Linked DNA regions of Rattus norvegicus: region 1 is linked to region 2. A link is a contact called in public Hi-C data. All regions are on one chromosome and are shown on one strand. Each heading gives the region's core, a stretch centred on a gene start, on an enhancer-like site or on the middle of the called end of the contact. The rest is flanking DNA. Distances are from core to core; before and after follow the strand shown. Region 1 overlaps Crisp1 (cysteine-rich secretory protein 1). Region 2 holds the start of Pgk2 (phosphoglycerate kinase 2).

Evidence for each region. A called contact is a pair of places that touch in the nucleus more often than the background predicts.
Region 1: a Hi-C map of the A7r5 cell line shows a contact between it and region 2, with 3 times the contacts expected there. The contact joins the enhancer-like site here to the promoter of Pgk2 in region 2. A contact is called at or near these places in 11 of 12 Hi-C or Micro-C datasets (the A7r5 cell line, the Rat2 cell line, frontal cortex and 6 more).

Annotation. Positions count from the first base shown.
Region 1 is chr9:28,248,217-28,253,809 of GRCr8, forward strand. It overlaps Crisp1 (cysteine-rich secretory protein 1), which reads right to left. Exons shown (of 8, transcript NM_001039393.2): 3 at 4,703-4,837; 4 at 1,520-1,610. Among named protein-coding and RNA genes, the nearest start is that of Crisp1, 14 kb to the right of the region's middle. Within about 2 kb of position 1,530, at least 1 of the 93 cell types and tissues checked has an H3K27ac peak or open chromatin away from gene starts, as enhancers often do. A contact at or near this core is called in the A7r5 cell line, where this site is marked.
Region 2 is chr9:27,974,473-27,980,091 of GRCr8, forward strand. It overlaps Pgk2 (phosphoglycerate kinase 2), which reads left to right and starts at 2,441. Exons shown (of 1, transcript NM_001012130.1): 1 at 2,441-4,007. The coding sequence starts at 2,487. The coding sequence ends at 3,740.

The DNA.
Region 1 (5,593 bases), core at 280-2,779, 270 kb after region 2:
AGTATTTCTTATATACATTTCGAGTGTTATTCCCTTTCCCGGTTTCCGGGCAAACATCCCCCTCCCCCCTCCCCTTCTTTATGGGTGTTCCCCTCCCCATCCTCCCCCCATTGCCGCCCTCCCCCCAACAATCTAGTTCACTGGGGGTTCAGTCTTAACAGGACCAAGGGCTTCCCCTTCCACTGGTGCTCTTACTAGGATATTCATTGCAACCTATGGGGTCAGAATCCAGGGTCAGTCCATGTATAGTCTTTAGGTAGTGGCTTAGTCCCTGGAAGCTCTGGTTGCTTGGCATTGTTGTACATATGGGGTCTCGAGCCCCTTCAAGCCTTCAGATCTCTCAACCTGTCTCCTAACAGGTCTAAAATGATGGTAAAAGTCTGTATGAGCTGTGGTAGCTGTAAGTGAACAAGCTCTAGAGATAAAAGCAGTTACAAAGAGGGAACACATTCTTAAAGACATTAGACACATTTATCATACATGCTTCAGGTAGATATGGTACTGAAGAATAATCTGTCTTTCTCTAGAATATAAAGACAGCCCCATTGTTGAACACCATATCATAAGAGTACCAATAATCTGTAGGCATAAAGTTGTATGTGTATTTTTTAAAGTTAGTTTGGAAGAAAGCATTCCTTAAAATGTTGTGAAATTCCATATGATGCATTAAATATTGGGTAGTAGTTGTTCAGTTTATATGACAAAACTGAGCCTGTCTTTGAGAACTCAAAATTGTTTATCTGGGTAGTTCCACAGTTCCTCATGTCTCTGTGCTCCAAAACTAAGGAAATCCCCACTCTGAAATTGTGGACAACTAAGATAGCATTGGATGGAAACTTCCCAGCTATCCAGATGTAATCAATGCTTTAATGCTGCTTGTCATGATTGCTTCCTCCCATGGATGAGAGCTTAAACTCCAAAATTAAGAATATCCAAACTTTAAAAATCAAAAGCAATGTGTATCAAGGTACAATCTACCATCAAGGATAGTTGAAGGTTATTGTAGATTAAATCTGTTAGCTTTCTATTGTCCAGTTGCTTGTGTGAATGCTTTTTTTTTTGAGGTGTAATCTATTCATTAATATCTTTATTTATTTAAAATTCAGTTTTATCTAAACTGTCCCACAAGCTCTCACCTGTTGAAACGTGTTCAATAGATGATGTAGCTGAGTGGGTTGTAGGTGCTTTGAGAAATGGAGTCCATGTGACAGAGTTCGATCTTTGAAGATCCATGTCAACAGTGTACTTTCTTCCTATTATTTTTTTTCTCTCTATCCAGTTTCTTTTCTAATAGCGGGGAACAGCCTTCTTTACTCTACCCTCTATCATCTCATGTGGCCTCAGTTCTGTCCCAAATCACTCAAGCTGAAAAGCCATGGACTGTACTTTCTGAAGCCATGAAATAAAAACAAAACTCCACCTTTTAAAGTGATCTCCCACCACACTCCCCTGCAAGCATTTTATTCCAGTGTTGGGAAAGCTATTTAATACAAGTTGAGTCCTACAGACCCAAACATACTTGGTAGTCTCCTTTCAAGTGAGTCACTGTCTGACTTGTCGCAGTACCTCGCCAGAATTCTAGCATTTTCTGCAGCAGCTGAACTCCAACTCTATGATGCAAGAAAAGAATGAAATTGGCTTTCTCTACATAAGATACCCAGAAACACAGTGAAATTGGCTTTCTCTACCTAAGATACCAAGAAACACAATGAAATTGGCTTTCTTTACCTAAGATTCTTGCTTTTTGTAAAAAAAAAAAAAAAAAAAAGAAAAGAAAAGAAAAGAAAGTGGACTTGTCACATCTTTTCTAGTGGAAACAGAACTTTTACATGGTGACATTTTCCTTAAGTATTCTAGTAGGAACAAAAAGAAGACAAGTGTGTAATTCATCTCAGTTTCCTGTGATGTTACAATTTAAAACTACGTCATAACTTTCAGACCATAGCTTGTTTCTCAGAATTTAAGTAAAGAGTTTCATGAAAACAGATCAAAATCAGAAAGGTAACCCAATAACTTGTCAGTTATTCTTCCTCAATGCTGGCTAGTTTTTGTCAACTTGATACCAACTAACCTGAAAAGAGAGAACTGCCCCTGAGCAATATTTTCCTGCGTGTGACAATGTTTTTTTTTTAATTTTATTTTTTAATGTCATTGGTGGTTTGCCTACGGGTGTGTCTGTGTGGTTCTGTCAGATCACCTGGAAAAGGAGTTACAGACGGTTAGTTGTGAACTGCCCTGTGGGCGTTGGAAATTGAACATGGGTTCTGTGGAAGAGCAACCAGTGCTCTTTTCTACGAAGCCATCTCTCCAGCTGAGAACCAGAGTTTTAAAGCTTTTAAGTGTCACACAACAGAGAATTTGAATCAGTTAATTGAGAGTATTCTGAACTCTTCATGTAGGCAGAATTAGTGTAGTATGGGCTCAGTTTAAGCATTGTTTTTAAACCACTCAGAAATGCCTACATGGGAGTAGTGGTGACATCCTGACACTCCTGAAACCAGCATCCCCATAGTCTGCTACGTGCTACACTGTCAGCCACAATTATAGAATTTACTTGCTTTACTCACATACTTTTGTATAAATTCTCTAAGGATGTAAGAACAATTACAATTCCTTTTGGACTCATTTTCCACTGCTTCTGTGTTTTGAGCTTGGTGTTTGAATCAAATCTTTAGAACACACTAAGTTCACTGGACTTAATAACAATATAGAAAGCAGCATTAGAATTATTGCCATCGCTCTAGAGAAAAAGTCAATTTTTCTCAGCATGGACGCTAAGAAGATAATTACTGTGTCTATGCTGCCATCTAGTGGCTCTATCGCAGAATTACTCTTCTAGCTGACAGCATACAAAACACATTTTTTTTTTTTTTTTTTTTTTTTTATTAACTTGAGTATTTCTTATATACATTTCAAGTGTTATTCCCTTTCCCGGTTTCCGGGCAAACATCCCCCTCCCCCCTCCCCTTCCTTATGGGTGTTCCCCTCCCAACCCTCCCCCCATTGCCGCCCTCCCCCCATAGTCTAGTTCACTGGGGGTTCAGTCTTAGCAGGACCCAGGGCTTCCCCTTCCACTGGTGCTCTTACTAGGATATTCATTGCTACCTATGAGGTCAGAGTCCAGGGTCAGTCCATGTATAGTCTTTAGGTAGTGGCTTAGTCCCTGGAAGCTCTGGTTGCTTGACATTGTTGTACTTTTGGGGTCTCGAGCCCCTTCAAGCTCTTCCAGTTCTTTCTCTGATTCCTTCAACGGGGACCTATTCTCAGTTCAGTGGTTTGCTGCTGGCATTCGCCTCTGAATTTGCTGTATTCTGGCTGTAAGACTATTCTTTTTTTTTTTTTTTTTTTTTTTTTGTGGTTCTTTTTTCGGAGCTGGGGACCGAACCCAGGGCCTTGTGCTTCCTAGGCAAGCGCTCTACCACTGAGCTAAATCCCCAGCCCCTACAAAACAAATTTTTTTTCCATTTTTCAAGTTAAGAAAGATTACTCTTTCATGTGTGTGTGTGTGTCCAGCTGAGGAAATATAAAACGCCAAAATTACTTTCTGTATACAATAGGACTTCGCAATAGAGAGGCAATCCTAGAAATAGTTGTTTGTTCATCTGGCAGAAAGGAGATGGAAATTATCTTTAATATAATTAAGATCAGAGTCTCTGGCGATCTTCCCTTGAATGAAGGATTTAGCATAAAACAGATTATATTCTTGAGACTCCTTGAAATGGAGACAGCTGTAGTGCAAAATTAAATAAACTAAATTACTTTTACTAATTATAAGAATATTTCTTCAGGAGCTCACCAACCGCCTAGTTTAGATTTGTACATACCCTTATCCTTAGCCTCAGCCTGGTAGTCTATCTGAATACTGGGATTCTGGATATGAACCACTATGGTTGGCTCAAGAACATTTATTAAGAGTAGCACAAACATGGATTCCTACGGCAACTAACCCTTTTAAGATAGTTTATCAAATAATACTATTACTTTTTAAAGTGGTCCAGAGATAATTTTTCAGAAATTACATGTTTTTTTCTCTTGTTGCTTCCTCTCCATTGTTCACAAGAGAGTACTGTCATTTAGGATCCCCCTCTAGGGCAGTATTTCCTAACCTCCCTAATGCTGTGACTCTTTAGTAAAGTTCCTCCTATAGTGGTGACCACTAACCATAAATTTACTCTGTTTCTACTTCATAGCTGTAATTTTTTAATGTTGTAAACTATAATACAAACATGCTATGTGGCCCTCCAAAGTGACTAAAAACCATAGGTTGAAAACTCTTGCTCTAGGGCCTGCATTATTATCTGAACTCCATCACTCTTGGCTCTCTTGTGCCCAAGGATGATGACCAAGGTCCCTAAATTTGTCTTGTGATAGTAGCCATCAGGTTTTGCACTGCCACGCTGGGTCTCTAGATTTCTATGGAATTCAATGAAATTCAATACTAGTGTTTAATGTCTGTCTAATTTTTTAGCTATGAATTCGAACATCCTGATTCTCAAATCCTTGTCACATATCTGAACTGCTCTGTCATGTACATGGGAGAGTTACTCACATCCTCTTAGACTCAGGTTCTTCTGCTGCTATGTCATAGATTTGTTGCAATGACCGAACAATTGGCATAGTAACAGTACATAGGACTAAGTAACGATGTAGGAAATGCCCCCAGTGCCCCATGCATCTCCACTGATGATATGTTTAAACTTACCATTTTCAGCATGTTCCTGGCTGGCGGGGACACGTTTCTCCTGAAGGCATTGTGTGTATCAACAATTTCTTCCTGTGGTTCAGTTTGTGATTCCGTGATCAGTTGATTATAGAGAGCTCTATCCAGTTTGAGATGCTACCAGAAAATTATTAATTAATATCACTTCTTTGAAGTGGCTCTTGTCACATGAAGTCTATTGCATGTAGATGTATAGGCAATGTGAAATTAGAACTTACAGTGAACAAACAATAATGGTCAGTATTCAGGAATTATTGATTTACAAGTTTTTCTACATTTTGTGTTGAAAAGAGTATACAATTTTTTTTCAAATTCATACTTATAGTCAAGTAGAAGTTCTTGTTATTGGACAATGGGAAACACAGAGGCCATGGCTTGGTGTCTCTTGTTCACTGAACAACTCTCTGCCTTAGCTCATTCTCTGCACAGCTGCTAAAAGCAATGCCTGTGTAATTGACAAATGAACAATGCACACTTGAGTCCTTGTCAAAGTGTGTGTGTGTGTGTGTGTGTTTGTTTATGTGCACATTTATGTAAGAACCAAAATTAAGAGTGTATTTTGAGCACATGATTAAGTGGTCTTTTCATGCTCCAGGTTTATATCTCTTTTTATTGCTTAGATTTAAAAACTCCATGGATTTTTAAAAACAAGCGGGTATACTAGAAAGCATAAAGAAAATTCAAACTCAGATTTCAGCTTCAAATGTGTGACTCCGCTTTAAGAAAAAGTACACATTCTCTCCAGCCCAATTTATAATATTCTTAAAATCAAAAAGAATATACCTCATTTGAAGATATGGTTATGTGGGAGGAAAAGTAGCAATAACAGTATTTGTCTATTTTTCTTTGATTTAGTTATGAAAACACATGGAT
Region 2 (5,619 bases), core at 1,191-3,690:
TATGTTAGAATATCTAGATTCAACCAAATGCCAAAGTTAAATTATGTGGAAACAACAAACATAGCTATAAGAATTAGAACTGGGGACACATTAATAAGCCTATGACAAAGCAAACAAACAAATAAACAAACAACACAGAAAGAGAGAAAAAGAAAGAAAGAAAGGAAAGAAAGAAAAAAGAAACACTAACAGGAAAAAGAGGAGGAAAAGAAGGAAAAGAAGAAGATGGAAAGGGAAAGGAATGAGGTAGGTAGGGAAAAAGAAACAGAGAGTAAAATAATTCTTCTAATTATATATATTATATTATATATGAGTTATAATATACTATATATAAAATTATATCATATAATATATAGTATTATGTAAAGTATGCAATATATTATATACCATATATAAAATATATTATATACCATATATAAACACATAAATATTATATATTATATAATATGAATAATATATAATAAAATATTATATATCATAATATGTAATGCATGATGCATGATATATGACACATGATATAACATAGTAGATAAAATAGTAATTATTAAAATTATTAAGAATACAAAATACTACTACTACTTATTATTATTGTTATTATTGTTATTATTGTTATTATTGTTATTAAGGCCAATATCCCTGATGATTATAGGAAATACCCTCACTATAAACAGAATATGGGCGTTTGTCAAATAGGTCATTGAAATGGATCAATTTGGCTTTATTCTGGAGATGTAAATTGAATAAATACACATAAACCAATAAATGTAATAAATCATATAAATTACTAAAAGACAAATGATCATTTTATCTTCTTAATATATATGCAGAAAAGACCTTTGACAACATCCAACAAGGCTTCATGATAAAAGTCCTAGACAGAATAGCATAGGATGGAATATAAAATCTAATAAAAGCTTTATATGACAAACCCAAATCCAACTTTATGGTACATGGAGAAATACCCAGTTATTTGATTACATCAGGAAAGTACCGGGCTGTCCACTAGCCTCATACCTTGACAACATAGTACGTAAAACTGCAGCGACAGCAATAAGACTAGAAGAAAACCAAATGCATACAGATAGGAAAGGAGGTCAAATTATCACTGTTTTTCAATGATATATTATATATAGATGTCATAAATTCCAATAGAAAAATTTTACAGATTATCAACATTTTAGCAAAACAGGACAAAAATTTACCTTACAAATATTAGTACCCATTCCATACAGCAATAGCAACATACTGAGAGCTATGGGAACGTTGGTGTTCACAATAGTCTCAAAATAAATAAGTAAACTAACAAATAAAATCTAGCATAAAAGTAAAGAAATAAAATACCTCAACAATGAAAACTAAAAGAGTTAGGTATGATATTATAGTGTGAAAATACTCTCCACATTCACAAATTTTATAATTAATATTGTGATAATCCTATAGATCCTATGCCATTGCAGTCAGTCTCCAAGAAATCATAGAAACAGAACAATGAAAGTTCAAAAATTCAATCTAAGCAATCCTGAACAAACATGCAGAGCTAGAAAGACATTGTACCAGTTTCACTATTCAGCCACCCTTAGCAGGGTTTTGAAATTTTTTTTATTTATTTAATTTCTTGTAGAACCCTTCAACCCAAGGATCACATATTTTATTCATTATTTCTAAATTATACAATAATACAAGGAGTAAGAAAACAAGAAATAAGAAACACAATGACATACCTTCTGAATCTGAAAGAACCGTGATGTTTGTTTCCTTTGGTAGGAAGGCTGGCTCTTCTGCAGAAGCGAGCTTTCTCTCACTAAAGCCTAAAAATAAATAGACAGATTGATCGATCGGTCGATCGATCGATGAACAAAATAAAAAAAAAATAAAAGGTAAGGTAACAAAATATGATTCCCGCATAAAACTAGAATATATCACAAAGTCTAAGGGCAGTCCATGACCTCAACAGAAATATTTATTAAGGATAAAAAACATGTATGCTGTCTTGGACTACAAACAAAACAAAAACAGTACTTTTTTCAAATATTCATCATTTTTACTGCAGAGAATTTTACAGTTTAACTAGAGATTGGATGTGGGGACGCATTTTGTGATTTTTTCCTTTTTGTAATCTTACGGTTGGCTATTCTTTTTCTTTTCTAATCAATTTGAAAAAGGATATGGAAACAAAAACCAGGAGAAAAACAATCTGACCTTCTAGTACTTTTTATCTGATTTCCCAACGCTAACCCCAAGTGCTCTCTTTTACTGTTTAGTATTCTTGGATGGCAGTTTGAGTCTGTACCACGTGAAACTTTCCAAATCAAGATCGACAGGATGGAGGACCAATCACGGAACCGAATTTCCTTTCAAAGTCTACCAATGGCTATTGTACAGGAGACTTTGAACTCACAAAGGAAGGGCGGGGCCAAGACTTAAGCGTTAAAAATCATCACCGAGACAGCCTCCCGGCAGAGGTTGTCACTCAGCATACCATCAAAATGGCTCTTTCTAGTAAGTTGACTCTGGACAAAGTGGATGTTAAGGAAAAAAGAGTCATCATGAGAGTAGATTTCAACGTTCCCATGAAGAATAACCAAATTACAAACAACCAGAGAATCAAGGCTGCCATCCCAAGCATCAAATACTGTCTGGACAATGGAGCCACGTCCGTAGTTCTCATGAGTCACCTCGGCCGGCCTGATGGTATCCCCATGCCGGACAAATACTCATTACAGCCTGTTGCTGCTGAGCTCAAGTCCCTACTGAACAAGGACGTTATATTCTTAAAGGACTGTGTGGGCTCTGAAATAGAGAAAGCCTGTGCCAACCCAGGTAAAGGCTCTGTAATCCTTCTGGAGAACCTGCGCTTTCATGTGGAGGAAGAAGGGAAGGGTAAAGATGCTTCTGGACAAAAGATTACCGCTGAGCCTGATAAAGTGGAAGCCTTCCGAGCTTCACTGTCCAAACTCGGTGATGTCTACGTCAACGATGCTTTTGGCACTGCACATCGGGCTCACAGTTCCATGGTGGGAATAAATTTGCCCCAGAAGGCATCTGGGTTCCTCATGAAGAAGGAGCTAGATTATTTTTCCAAGGTCTTAGAAAAGCCAGAGAGGCCCTTCCTGGCTATTCTTGGTGGAGCCAAAGTGACAGACAAGATCCAACTTATCAAAAATATGTTAGACAAAGTCAATTTCATGATTATTGGTGGTGCGATGGCTTTCACCTTCCTGAAAGAACTCAAGAACATGAAGATTGGTGCTTCCTTGTTTGATGAAGACGGAGCCAAGATCGTCAAAGAGATCATGGACAAGGCAGAAAAGAATGGCGTAAAGATAACCTTTCCTGTTGACTTTGTTACCGGTGACAAGTTTGATGAGCATGCTAAAGTTGGACAAGCCACTGTAGAATCTGGTATACCATCTGGCTGGATGGGTTTGGATTGCGGCCCTGAGAGCATTAAAAACAATGCTCAAATTGTGGCCCAAGCAAAGCTGATTGTTTGGAATGGACCTCTGGGGGTATTTGAATGGGATGGCTTTGCTAAGGGAACCAAAGCCCTCATGGATGAAGTTGTAAAGGCCACCTCCAATGGCTGTATCACCATCATAGGAGGCGGGGACACTGCTACTTGCTGTGCCAAATGGAACACTGAAGACAAGGTCAGCCATGTGAGCACAGGAGGCGGGGCAAGTCTTGAGCTTCTGGAAGGCAAAACCCTTCCAGGGGTAGAGGCCCTCAGCAACATGTAATTGTCATAATGCATTTGCTTCCTGTTTCCTGCGATCAGTGCCAGAACCAATTCAGTGCTTTTACATCTCAACCTAACCTTGTCTCAATGTTGGTTAACATCTACTCGGTATCAAGACCCAGGTAAAGGGCTAGCAGTGAGCCGTATCAGCCCATCTTAATTCTGTCACGCCTTTGTTAGCCTCTTCAAGATCTCATCAGGATTCCCCACAGTCCTTCCTAGGGAGAAACCATTCTCGTGTCAACTATTAAAGAACTGAGCTGAGTAAGTTGAATGTGATGTCTTTACTTCAACCTCATTTCGCTCTGAATGTGGGAGACAACAGTCTGCGATTGGAGAAGATGGAGTACAGGCTGTCAGAAGGTTAAATGGTAAAAATGACCCAAATTAACAGAACATCATTATTTAAATATAACTCAGTTATAATTAGATCGTGGTAATATTTTTCCCCTAAATAAGGAAAGGAAGTACTTGGTTAACACAATTTTCTTTTTAAAAAGAAAAAAATAAAATTCACTGATACGTCTACTAATGTGCAAGCTAAAATCAGTATCAGGGTACGAATAAAGAATTGCTTGAAAGCGATAATTAGTAAGGGATAACATTTGAAATCTTAGCTTATGAAATAAATAGAAATGTCATTATCTCAGTATTGAGAAAATAAATCAGTGAAAACTCATTTTAAAAGTAAGAAAGCATGTAAGAAACAGAAATACTCATTGGTTAGTTTTTTTTTTTTAAATATTCTAAATCCAGCTGCAAAGAATAGGATGTTTCCCTTAATTTTAATTGTGCATACCTAATAGAGCCCTCGGGGGCAGAACAGAAAAGCAATGAACTTTACCTTAAAAGCTATGCTTCCATGAACCTCCTGCAGGATTTTATCTCAGAAATTAATTTTCTAGTTACAGATCCAGAACCTCTAATCTGGCACTCCTTCCCGAGATGCTTTCAGTGCTGGACTTTTAGAAATTTTTACTGCCTCTTTCTGCTTGCCCATTTCTACAGTTTTGAGAAGATGAATCCCTTTTATTTCACTTGCCCCTCGCTTCTAAGATGTTTCGATTCTTTTATTTGCAAGGTACCTCTTTGTAGAGCAGGCATTCACTTCTGTGTTTTTCATCCTCTACCAAATATTAACGTATGCTTTTGTTTTTTTTTTTTATTATACATGTTAGAATCAATACATTTTAATTACCTAAGCTGGGAAGCCATGTACTATATTATGGGAGGAGAGAAAGAGTTACAGAATATAATCAAAGATTTAAAATTTGCGAAGTATGTTTCCTTTTCAAATGTTACTCATAGTTTCATGATTACTTCACACAAAAGATAAGCATGGTTATTAGTCCAGAATGTGGCTCAGCTTTAGAACCTTCTATTTCTGTATTGTCTGTTAAACTGTGTTTCCTATCATGTCCCTTAATGGACGAGCTAAGTCAGGTTTCTCATTTAGAAACATCATTGATACACACAGAGATTTATATTTTTTTCTTGCTTAAGATCTAAGCCTCCTAACCTACCACTTTCCCCTCCCCACGCTTTTTTTTTCAGTAGCAGTCTAAACCCGTTTGCTTTATGAGCATTGGGTCATCTTTTTGGTTTGCTTGTTTTCCTTATAAATTATTTTAGTTTGACACTAATTATGCTACTCAGACATCACTATCACTTCGCCACCACACAGATTAGAAACAGTTTAAAAGGAAGCAGGGTTCATTTAGGTATAGGATTCAGACAATTCAATCTAGGGATCAAAGTGGTTCACCTTGTTGAAGGCATGGGCTCTTGTCCAATTCCGATCTGTTAGATTTTTTGTTTGTTTTGTGTGGTGTGGTGTGGTGTGGTGTGGTGTGGTGTGGTGTGGTATGTGTATGTGTGTG